Regions from separate parts of the Mus musculus genome. Here all the other regions are linked to region 4. Evidence: chromatin contacts called from public promoter capture Hi-C data. All regions are on one chromosome and are shown on one strand. The core of a region is the stretch at or near the end of the contact, and the rest is flanking DNA. Distances in the headings are between cores, read along the strand shown. Region 1 holds the start of 2010001A14Rik (RIKEN cDNA 2010001A14 gene). Region 2 overlaps Galnt10 (polypeptide N-acetylgalactosaminyltransferase 10). Region 3 holds the start of Igtp (interferon gamma induced GTPase). Region 4 holds the start of Slc36a1 (solute carrier family 36 (proton/amino acid symporter), member 1).

What was found. Promoter capture Hi-C pulls out the DNA fragments that hold promoters and counts their contacts.
Region 1: a contact with region 4 is called in a promoter capture Hi-C map of liver, with 7 times the contacts expected there. The contact joins the promoter of 2010001A14Rik here to the promoter of Slc36a1 in region 4. A contact is called at or near these places in 4 of 39 promoter capture datasets (the 3T3-L1 cell line, embryonic stem cells, hippocampal neurons and 1 more) and 1 of 115 datasets of contacts at active chromatin or transcription factors (astrocytes).
Region 2: a promoter capture Hi-C map of liver shows a contact between it and region 4, with 4 times the contacts expected there. The contact joins the enhancer-like site here to the promoter of Slc36a1 in region 4. A contact is called at or near these places in 5 of 39 promoter capture datasets (cranial neural crest, embryonic stem cells, hippocampal neurons and 2 more).
Region 3: a contact with region 4 is called in a promoter capture Hi-C map of second pharyngeal arch cranial neural crest. The contact joins the promoter of Igtp here to the promoter of Slc36a1 in region 4. A contact is called at or near these places in 4 of 39 promoter capture datasets (cranial neural crest, hippocampal neurons, liver and 1 more).

What each region holds. Positions count from the first base shown.
Region 1 is chr11:57,800,089-57,802,788 of GRCm38.p6, forward strand. 2010001A14Rik (RIKEN cDNA 2010001A14 gene) reads right to left here and starts at 1,379. Exons shown (of 4, transcript NR_131042.1): 1 at 1,146-1,379. Sap30l (SAP30-like) reads left to right here and starts at 1,549. Exons shown (of 4, transcript NM_001081168.1): 1 at 1,549-2,201. The coding sequence starts at 2,004.
Region 2 is chr11:57,687,016-57,689,785 of GRCm38.p6, forward strand. The region is part of intron 1 of Galnt10 (polypeptide N-acetylgalactosaminyltransferase 10); the gene reads left to right. Among named protein-coding and RNA genes, the nearest start is that of Gm51896, 17 kb to the left of the region's middle. Within about 2 kb of position 1,321, at least 84 of the 459 cell types and tissues checked have an H3K27ac peak or open chromatin away from gene starts, as enhancers often do. A contact at or near this core is called in liver, where this site is marked.
Region 3 is chr11:58,198,296-58,201,000 of GRCm38.p6, forward strand. It overlaps Igtp (interferon gamma induced GTPase), which reads left to right and starts at 1,261. Exons shown (of 3, transcript NM_018738.4): 1 at 1,261-1,484.
Region 4 is chr11:55,202,748-55,205,618 of GRCm38.p6, forward strand. Slc36a1 (solute carrier family 36 (proton/amino acid symporter), member 1) reads left to right here and starts at 1,593. Exons shown (of 11, transcript NM_153139.4): 1 at 1,593-1,741.

The DNA.
Region 1 (2,700 bases), core at 129-2,628, 2.6 Mb after region 4:
CCTGCTGAAAGGTGGGACTACAGGCCAGTGCCGCCACATCCTGTTTAAGTAGTAATGTGGAACAAATCCAGAGCCTCGAGTGTGCTGATCCACTCTGCCACCAAATTACAGCCTCAGCCCCCACAGTGGCCTTAAATTTTTATCTGGTAGGTGTATTTTCTAACATACTGTCTCCTGTGTGAAATTAATAAAAGTAAACTGTACAAACGCACTTTTAGACCTCTGGAGAGAATTTAAGAGCTTTCCGGACACCCATCCCATAACCATACCTCTCCCCCACAACACTACTGACTGTAGGACCCGACCCTCAGAAAATTCCCTGTGTCCTTGCATCAAGGACGAGGTGACACCCTGGTCTTGGCAGGGTGCGGTGGCCTCCTCCCGGGTTGGTCTGAGTTAGCTTGAAGCAATAAAACTACAAATCAGTCTCTAACAAGTCTGAAGGTGAGTCCTCCGTTGGTGGCCTAAGGGCTTTTCACCTTTGCCTCAGCCCACAAAGTCCACCCTGAAGATCAACCCAGGCCAGGGTTGCTCTGACGCTGGGCTCTCCTCCTTAAGTCCCTTCTTCCTTGGTGCCCGCTGTACTCAAAGATTTCTAGTTCACCTGTCCGACCTCTCCTGTCTCTCAGTGCCTCTTTACGCGCATATGCACTTCCTCGTTAGCTTCATGTCCCACACCATGCACCCTGTCTCCCGCTGCCGCGTAGATCCTCCAGCCCAGGCTTTTCCGTTTTGCCCAGTCTGTTCTCCTGGCAGCACTTTCTCCCTAAGGTCTCCTTCCCATACCCTTCCCTTGTCCCTCAGTTTTCCTCCGCACGTCGATGCTTCAGTCCACTGCGAACGTGATCTCTGCTGCAAGTCTGTCCCTGCTTCCCGCAGACCCCACTCAACATAGGAGACCTTGCGGCCTGTCAGATCCGGCTTAGCATTTCGTTCCATAACCGGCTTGCTCACAACCCCACTATGGAGCCGGACCTCTGCTCAGGATCCCGCGCTGGGATTGGGAACCTGCTCAACATCCCATCCCGGAATGGAGACCCTGCGACCCTCCATATCCCGCTCAGCACCACTCCCTGAGGTGGAGGCCCCGCGTCCCTCCTGACCTAACACAGCATCTCGCCCCAGAGCCAGAGGACCTCGCTCACCATTCCTGGCCCGGACCAGGACATCTTGCATTCTTCCAGACCCCGTTCAGCATCCCTCGCGGAGCGAGGTCCCTATTTACCATCCTAACGGCCTAGAACATCCTGCATCCCTCCAGACCCATCTCAGCATCCCACTCCACAACCAGGACTAAACCTGCGGCCCGCTGTCCTCTCTAGCCCGGGTAACTCTTCCCTCTTGCACTTTCTCTACTTTGAACCCATCCCAGCAGAGTCCAGGAAGTAGCCTGGCACCGGAGACCGGCAGCGATGGCGCCCAATGGGAACTGCCAGCGGCGACGTGGGCCCCGCCTACATAAAGAATACGACCATTGAGCGCACAGAGGCGGGACTTCCGCTGTGCCGCGGCGGGCGGGGGAGCGCACTGTTGTGGTGCGGCGCGTCGGGCGGGCGGCGGCCGGGGCGGCCCAGGGGCTGCCGCGGGGACTCGGGGCGCCGCCGAGCGGCCAGGCGCTGGGGCGGCCCGAGCACACCGCGGGGCCCGGACACGGCAGGTTCGAGGCCGGGCCCCCGCGCGGGGAGCCACGGGGTGGAGACTTTGCCGCGCGGCGCGGAGCAGGCGGGAGCCGGCGGGGGCCTCGGGAGCCCCAGGGCGGCCGGGCCCGGATCCCGGGGGAAGCCTCGTGAGCCCCGGCCGGAGCCTCGGCGTGTGCATCCCCGCCGGGGCCCGGGCTGCAGGAGCACAGAGCAGCCGGGCCTCGCGGAGCTCGGAGCGCGCCTGACCCAGGGCGCACCGTGGGACCCGGGCGCGGGGCTGGCGAAGAGCTGCCCCGCGGGGCTAGCAGCCGCGGAGTGGCCTACAGGGGTCCTCCCCCGGAGGGGCCGGGCCGGGGCGGGGAGATGAACGGCTTCAGCACAGAGGAGGACAGCCGCGAAGGGCCCCCTGCCGCCCCCGCCGCCGCCCCGGGCTACGGCCAGAGCTGCTGCCTCATCGCGGACGGCGAGCGCTGCGTCCGGCCCGCGGGCAACGCCTCCTTCAGCAAGAGGGTGCAGAAAAGCATCTCGCAGAAGAAACTCAAGCTGGACATAGACAAGAGCGTGAGTCTCGGGGCATAGCGCAGGGCCGCGGGAAGGGACCCCGGGGACGCTCCGCGCGGTGGGCCTCGCCGCGCAGTCTGTGCAAAACAGGGGACTCAGGTTCTTGGAGGCCGCTCGGTGCTCCGCGACGCTGCCCGCGTCCCCGAGGGTGGGCTGGGAAACCAGGGAGGGCTTGGCACACTCTCCCTGCCTGGGAAAGCGACAGCAGTTTCCAGCTGTCACTGTTGCGCCGAATAGCAGAGCAGAGAGAGGTGGGTTACTTTTGCAAGAATTGGGCAAAAGAGGTGACAAGGGAACCGGGAGGATCTTCTCCAACTTCGTCCTCCCTCCAGGGACCTTGTCGCTCTTTCAGACACTAGCAAGGTGGCCGCGACTTTCCTGTCTGCCGCGGCCTCCGGTCTCTGCAGCGCAACACAGAGCCCGCTTCGCTGGCAGCGAATGAGTTTTTCTGAGATGTGGCAGAAATAAGGCCAAGGCCGGGTCTTAAATGATTTGCTGT
Region 2 (2,770 bases), core at 71-2,570, 2.5 Mb after region 4:
CTGAGAAAAGCCTGACGGTCACAGAGGGCTGGGCTGTTTTCAGTAGAGCCACTTTAGGACGTGGAGAGTTTGTCCAAATCCAGAGGCTCCCATTCCAGTTCCCTGTGGTATCGTGCTCCGTGCGCGCGCTCGTGTGTGTGTGTGTGTGTGTGTGTGTGAGAGAGAGAGAGAGAGAGAGAGAGAGAGAGAGGGAGAGGGAGAGGGAGAGGGAGAGAGAACGAGAGAGAGAGAGAGAACAAGCTTATGCTTACAATAGACCAGGTGCAGTACAAAGCCAATGAGGGATACACGCCTTTCCCTCATGGGTATGCAGTCTGTTAAACTGGTAAATACAAGAGAACCCTCAGACATGGCTGACAGACACTACCAGGACCATCCCTAGTCCCAGGCGGCCTTACACAGGCCTCTTCTCTTAACCCCATGTCCCCACCTACAAAGTTAGATAAGTAAAAATGGCTCTCCCGGGGTCTTGATAAGGACCCGAAGAGGGGAAGTGTGTGTTGGATGGTGCATCCCGTAAGCGCTCGGTACAAGGACAGGTGAGCGACAGCCTAATCACAGATGTGTATCTCAGAAAGGGCCAGCCTGACAACCCCATAGGCTTCTGTCCCTCTTATGTGATAGACAGTGCGGAGTTCAGATGTTAAGGATAATGGGCCCTTTCTGTTGGTTCCGGGACACTAGTGGGGAAAGTAAGGACCTCTCTCAAAGGGTCCTTATCAAGACCTTGACCTGTGTGCTCAAGCCTTAAGGGATAATGTGTTGACAAAAAACAGCCATTCTGTCCTGTGAGCGGGGATGAGATGGGCATGAGTCCATTTCTTGGATAAGGAAGGCAACTCAAGGGCAGGTATGTCCCGTGCCAGGCCAGGGTGCTCCTGTTCTCTGCAACCCCACAGGAGACCTATGCTTGAGGCCCTCTTGGCCACTTCTTGGTTTCCAGACCTAGGCAGGGGATAACAGAGCCTCACATGTCCCCATCTGTAGCCTGAGAGATATACTAGTCTGGCAGGGCTGTGGAAATAGTCAGGTAGTGCTCAGGATACATAATGCAGGAGTGCTCAGCCAACATGGGAGGTGATCAGCCCTGCCCAGCATTGGGCTGTAGAGAAGAGGACATCCTCTGGCCAGGTCAGTGTGGCTTCTCTGGGAGGCCTCACCCCAGCTGGTTCCGAAGCATATGGGTTTGAGGTTCAGCAATTCCTAGGGAGCCTGGCCCGACAGCCCCTGAAATGTGCCGAGACCGATTGAAGACAGAGTGGGGGAACATGAGAGGGTGACATCAGAGGGCATGAGGTTAGAGTTTCTTGTTTGCTTTTCCAACAGCAGTAAAATTTCACTGTAGGAAGTTGGCAGAGTGCAAGTGAGTGTAAACACCAGAGCATACTCGGTGACCGTGACAGTTGGCAGATGACCACAGCCTTTTATGTCTCTCCTTAGCCAGCAGATAAAGAGGGCAAGAGGGTGAAGCCCTCGGGGTCTCGGGCATGCGGTCTGTAATGTAAGGTTGATATAGAGCAAAGGAAGATGGTGCTCTTTCTACTTCTCTAGTGCCATGGGAGAGGGTGCTCATCTATCCAGTGGGCTCATTCAACCTCTGTGGTTAGGTCCGTCCCTCAGGAACCACACCCACTCCTTTCTGTTTGTTGCACTTTCCTGTGGGCTTGTTAAACTCCTGCTTCCTGCCCCTACCCCAGGGTGAGCTCCAGCCGATTGGGCGCGCAGTCTGGAACTTGCATCTCTAACCTAGTTTCTGGTGCCGGTACTGTGTCCTGTTCTGACTTACCCTGGAGTACATGGGCTCTAGGCCAGTGGGTAGGGTGTGTCACCAATCCTAATACCACAGGCTTCAGAGCTGCAGGCATGCAATGGAAGCTGCATTTTGAACAGCCAAGAGAGTAGACTCCAGCCTGTCCCTCAATCCCGTCCCCAATTCCTGATCCCGCTAACAGCTGTCCCTGTGTGGACTTCAGGATACTTGTCAGTGAGGGCCTGACCTCCCATTTATGGTCAGGCCAAGGAGCCTGTCTCAAGCAGTTGATAGACTGCAGACCCCGTGGCAGATGTGCGTGTGTACACACACACACACACACACACACACGCACGCACGCACGCACGCACGCACGCACGCGTAAGTAGCAATGCTTTGCTAGGACCCCAAGCATACGATTCCCTGAAGAGATGCCAGGGAGACAAATGGAGATTCTGTGGCATGAATCTCGCCCACCTGGTGGTCTCTGTGGGCTACTGTTAAATTGCATTTTCTTTTCATTTTTCTCTCCCTTCCCTGGGACCGGCTCCCCTTAGAACCTGACACGAGCTAGATAAGTGTGATTAAGCACTGAAGCTGTGGGGACGCCCAAATTCATCTGTAGGACCAGGAGACGGTTGGGGTCACCGTCGTCATGTCTCTTCTGGACTTGAGGGTGTTTAGATGTCGGTTTATTTCCTGGAGTATCACTTCTAAGTGCTTGGTGGACCTTGAGATTATCTCCCCTAGAAGCCCCATGCATAATTTTGGCTGCTTGTAGCTGTAATTATTGGGAGGCACAGCTCATTCAAATGATAAGGAGATTTATGACTTCGCATAAGAACCCGACTGAAGGGTTGACTGTGGGATGAATTAATTCAGCAGCTCAGCCAGGATCATCGACAGTCATGACAGTCATTCTCCTGTCCTCGTTGGCTCCACCATGCTGGGCCTGTTCCCCACTGGGTACATTTCTTCATTGTGCCAAGATGAGGATGGCAGCGCTGGGACTCCTGTAGA
Region 3 (2,705 bases), core at 11-2,510, 3.0 Mb after region 4:
TTCATCTCCCCAGCCTGTCAATCATCTATTGACCAAGTTCATCGATCAGGAACACTCCTGTGCAAGGGCATCTTGCAGAGTGCTGCCTGCTGTCATTTTCTGAGCGAGAGAAGTCACAGGTGGCAGAGACACTTAAAAATGAGATGACTTAGCAGGTAAAAGCACTGACTGCTCTTCCGAAGGTCCTGAATTCAAATCCCAGCAACCACATGGTGGCTCACAACCATCTGTATTAAGATCTGATGCCCAGGCCGGGAGAGGTGGCCACGCCTTTAATCCCAGCACTTGGGAGGCAGAGGCAGGCGAATTTCTGAGCTCAAGGCCAGCCTGGTCTACAGAGTGAGTTCCAAGACAGTCAGAGCTATACAGAGAAATGTCCTGTAACTCCGGTTGCACGGGTTCCAACTCTCTGCTCCGACCTCCGAGGCTCATGCACATGCACACCTATTGAAGGGAGGGATGGGGGAGGGAGGGAGTCAGGATGTTAGGGACAGTGAGTGAAAATGAAAGACCAGGTCAGTAAATGGCCTGGGGTGGGGGGAGCCCTGGGGGCATGGACTGTGCAAATGAGCACACACTTCCCATCAGCCACTTACCCTGCTAAGCAATTACACAGGGAAACTAGCCCATTCCCCTCTACCTGGGCACTCAGTGGTCCAGGGCATCACTGTACACAAAAAAAAAAGGAGAGGGGGAGGGGGAGAGGGGGGAGGGGGAGGGGGGAGGGGGAGGGGGGGAGAGTGTTTATTTTTATTTTTTGGTTTTTGTTTTGCTTTGTTTTAAATATTTTTCCTGAACTCAAGAGAAACCGGTGGGCAGAAGGAGACCACTTAAAGGTGGCATATTCTGCCGCATACTTTGATCCTGGGGAGACGACAGAATTGGAACAGGGCAGAGTAGGTGGAATTTCTGCCCCTGAGCTGAGTGGGCGGGAAGGAGCGAGTAGACAATGAGAAGCGACAGAAGCCCCAAGGAGCAGCAATGAAGGGCGAGTAGTTCTCCAAGGACCAAGTTCGCTGGGTCTCAACATGGTGCCATCATTAAGAGGGGCTCCGGAAAGGAGGTAGCAGGGTCAGACAAGGCAGCTCTGACCGAAGTCTGAATGGCAGGCTTCACGGGCAGACTTCTGACCTCTATACCTGGAATCTGGCCCAGTTACCCCTCTCTTTGAAGAAGAACGTGGCCTCTGAGTGCTAACTCCCGAAAACTAGCCATTTCTAGGAACTGAAACTGAAAGCTGTTCGGGCATCAGGCCCCGCCCCTTGGGGAGGAGGCAGGCAGGGCTCACGCCTAGAAGTTGGGGACTTACATCTGGGCCAACATAGATAGAGCAGGGTCTGAGAGGAAACCTAGGAGCTCAGGCTGCCCTTCAGCTGCTCCTGCCTCTTCTAATCGCTCTTCCCCACAGGACCCTGCCCCACCACACTTCTCTCTCTCCTGACCGTCCTGAGCCTGGATTGCAGCTTTGTAAGGCTTCTGAGCAGGTAGGTGAGGGGCTCCTGCTTGGCCTATAAACCTGCTCAGGGCAGGGGAGTCTGGGGTCAGGTGTTCCTCTGGGGCACCCTGTGCAGCAGGCACCCTCCTGCACTGTCTTCAGGATCGGAGTGCATGGTGTCTGGCTGAATCAAGTCCTTCCAATTCACCAGAGAGAAGCAGTGTGCTTCTTTTTTTACCTGGGTATCCCTGGGTTTGTGGGTCTTCTGAGGGAGCCTAGTTAAGAGAAAACAGGTGGGATTTTACTCAAATTCTCTTGGCCACTACTTCGATGACCCCTCAGGGGCCAGAGTCCAGGATCAGAACAGCCCACAGGTAATATTGGAACATTCTGGAATTGTGTAATGTGCATCTGTTCTCCATGTGCGACACGCAGGGGCTAGAACTCTGGCTTGGAAGGCTGGGTTCATAAGGAAACTTTTTGTCTAACTCTGTTGGGCATTATCTATCTGCCTTGGAGACGCTGGTTCTTCATCTGCCAGCATTTAATTTAATCTTTTGGAAGAGAGTATAACAAAATGCAACCCGACGGAACATAGTAACATAGGCAACCAATGGGCTGCCACTTCCACTGTGTATGTGACCTTTTTTGTGCAGGTGTGTGTGAGACTATTGCATTTGTGTGTGGGCCCGAGTGTCTGCTTGCCAGTGTGTATGTGTGTATAATCCAGAGGCTGACATTAGGGTGTCTTCCTCAGTCACTCTCCAATTTATTTCATTTTATTGAAATAGAATCTCTCAGTGAACCTCTTGGCTAGACTGACTGGCTGGCCAGCAAGCCCTCTGGGATCCTCCTCTGGACCTCCACCTCTCCAGCTAGGGTATTTTAGGCATGAGTATTGAAACTGGCTTTTATGTGGATGCCAGGGGTTCAAACTCCTGCTTGTGAGGCCAGTGCTTTCTTCATTGAGGCATCTCTTTCCCCCCCTTTCCCCAGAGTATTTAGAGAGATCTGGATCTTTATGGAGAATTGTAGTCAGCTTTAGATCAACCAGAAGCGTGACCAGGAACTGCTTTGTATAATTCAAGATGTCTTTCTTCTCTCCTTTCTTCCTTTCTTTTCTTTTTTCTTTCCTTGTCTTTCTTTTTGTTGGTTTTTTTTTTTTCTTGAACAGTCCACGGGGGCTTTTTATTTATGTTTTACACCTCTATAAAAAGGTGGCACACGCCTTTAATTCCAGCACTTGGGAGGCAGAGGCAGGCGGATTTCT
Region 4 (2,871 bases), core at 343-2,842:
TGCCACTCATGGATGGGGATCTTGACCCAGCAAGTGTAGAGTGGGACTCTAGAAGTTGTATCATTTCTTGTTCATGTGTGTATATGTATGTGTATGCATCTGTGTATGTGTGGTGTATGGTTTATATGCTTGTGTATGTATGTATGTATGTATGTATGTATGTATGTATGTAGTATATGTAATATGTGTATGTGTGTATGTGTGTGTCGTGTATGAAGTATGTGTATGTGTGAAGTTGTCTTTGCATCTCTGTGTGTGTGGTATATGGAGTATATGCATGTGTGGTATGTACTGTTTATATCTCTGTGTGTATGGAGTACATGTATGTATGTGTGAGGTGTATGGAACATATGCATATGTGTATGTATGTATGTATGTATGTATGTATGTGTGAGGTGTATGAAGTATATGTGTGTGTATGGAGTATATGTATGTGTGTGTGGTATATGGAGTGTGTATGTGTGTGTGGTGTATGAAGTATGTGTATGTGTGAAGTTGTCTTTGCATCTCTGTGTGTGTGGTATATGGAGTATATGTATGTATGTGTGGTATATGTTTGTATGAGTATATGTGTATATGTGTCTGTGATGTATGGAGTATATGTTGTTTGTGTGTGTGTATGTGTGTGTGTGGTGTATGGAACATATGTGCATGTACGTATGTGTGTGGTGTACGAAATATATGTGTGTACATGGAGTATATGTACGTGTGTGGTGTATGGAGTATATGTATGTATATGGTGTATGGAGTATATGTCTGTGTGTATGTGGTGTATGGAGTATATGTATGTGTGTGTTTGTGGTGTATGGAGTATATTTATGTGTGTGGTGTATGGAGTGTGTGTGTGTGTGTATGTGTATGTGTGTAGCATATGGAGTATGTGTGTGTGTGTGTGGAGTGGGGCATCGGGGAGTCAGATGGTGACATTGTCTGCTTGAGTTGTTCCCTCAACTTTTTTTCCCCACAGGTTCTCTCACTGAACCTGAGCCCACTGTTTTGGCTAGATCAGTTAGTCTGCTGAAGAGACCAAGGGATCCTTCTGCTCTGGCCCCAAGCTCTGGTGTTACTGGCACACATTGTCTTGCCTGGCTCTTTATATGTACTGGGAATCTTAACTCAGGTTCTTATTGTATCCAGTAAACCATTTTCCCAGTAGCCCCTTTTAAATTTTTTTGAAGCAAGGTATCTTTAAATCACCCAGGGTATCCTTGAACTCACTCTATAACCCAAACAGGCCTTGAACTATTTTTCTTCTCTGCTCTGGTATTGCAGTCTTGTACCATCAGGCTTAGCTGCACGATTTATTTTTTAAAAGGTGCAAACTTGTGATTATAAACCAGTAAATGCACGTTAATATATGCTGAACAAATAAATTTTAGCAAGGCTAAAAATTACGGATATTTTGCATGCCGACTTCCCTGGAGACTGCCTCAAAATCTAGGTCGTCTGCCTTAGCTCTGTGGTGGTCTCAGAAGCACTGCCCTTTCTGAAGCAGCGGCTGACGGCCGCCAGGTGGCGCTGCAGAACAAGGGTCCGGGAGGAGGAGCACGGAATGGAGCGGCACGTGACCTGGGCTAGGGAGCCAGCATCACGTGACAGGGCCCGGAAGCGGCTGTCCAGGAGGCTAGAAAACCATGGCTAGGGGTCGGCGCTGAGGCTACGCGAGGTGGGCTGAGCAGGAGCGGGAGCCAGAGCCGGAGCCGGAGCCGGAGCGGGAGCCCGGGCCGGGCAGGGCCGACCGGTGAGTAGTGCGTGCCCTGCGCTGCAGTCGGGAGTCACCTCCTGCTGTAGCACCTCCCGCCAAACGGATGCTGCTGCTCAGGGACAGGTCACCCGTGGGGTGGGGTCTCCCATGCACCTTTGACAGGTGTTCAGTCATAGTTCCCAGGTGACATCGGCAGTCACTGACGGCTAGCTCGGACCAACCCTTCGTTTGCAGATGTGGCTGTTCGAGCTATGCCCTTGCCTTGGGTCACAGGGTACCAGACCGCAACTCCTTTCCTCCGAGAGTAGGGGAAACTGAGGTCCAGGGCTGTGTGTGGGCTTCCGAGGTATCCCTGCAGCAGGGTGTCAGCTTCTGCAACTGTTTGTTTTCTGCCACGTTGCCATCTGCGGGGAAACTCGCCCTGTGAAAAGGCACTTGTCCCTTCCGCTGTGGGTCGCGCGTCCTTGTTTAGCTCCGCTGTGTCTGGGCTCTCCACGCCAGGCTTGAGTTCTGGGTGTGGTTCTGTTCACTGATGGCTTTTTCCTTTCCTTTCCTTTCCTTTCCTTTCCTTTCCTTTCCTTTCCTTTCCTTTCCTTTCCTTTCCTTTCCTTCTTTTTTCCTCTCTCTCTCTCTCTCTCTCTCTCTCTTTCCTCATCACTCAGCAGGCTTCGTTTCTAACCGTTCTGCAGTTTTGTGGAAGTCACTTAGAAATATGAAATAGGACCTGGGATAGACTGGAGGGACCAAGAGAGCTCTAGGGCATGAAAAGCACAGATGTTAACTTGAAGACCGCTTGCTTTTTGTTTTGTTTTCTGAAATTTGACAGATTCAGGTAGCGACTGCTTATATGGATGGAATTAGGGGGTGGGGGCTTGTTGAGTCAGGATAGCAACATAGTGTCCTGGAAGGAATTGACTTTGGGGAATCTGCAGAGCGTGTTTTAGCTTTTGCCTCTTGCTTGATGCCTTAGGTGACTTTGAATCCTCCCTCACCCGGGTTTACATTTTCAGTGTATGAATGATGGTAGGGTCCTTTTGTTATGAAACTCATATTTTTCCTGTTTGATTTTGTTAGGAGAGATTTACCCCCTCCTTGTAATCTGTAGGCAGTAGCCTACAACAAGAGTAGATCTTGTTCTAAAAGAATTTTACCTGTTTCTAATTGTC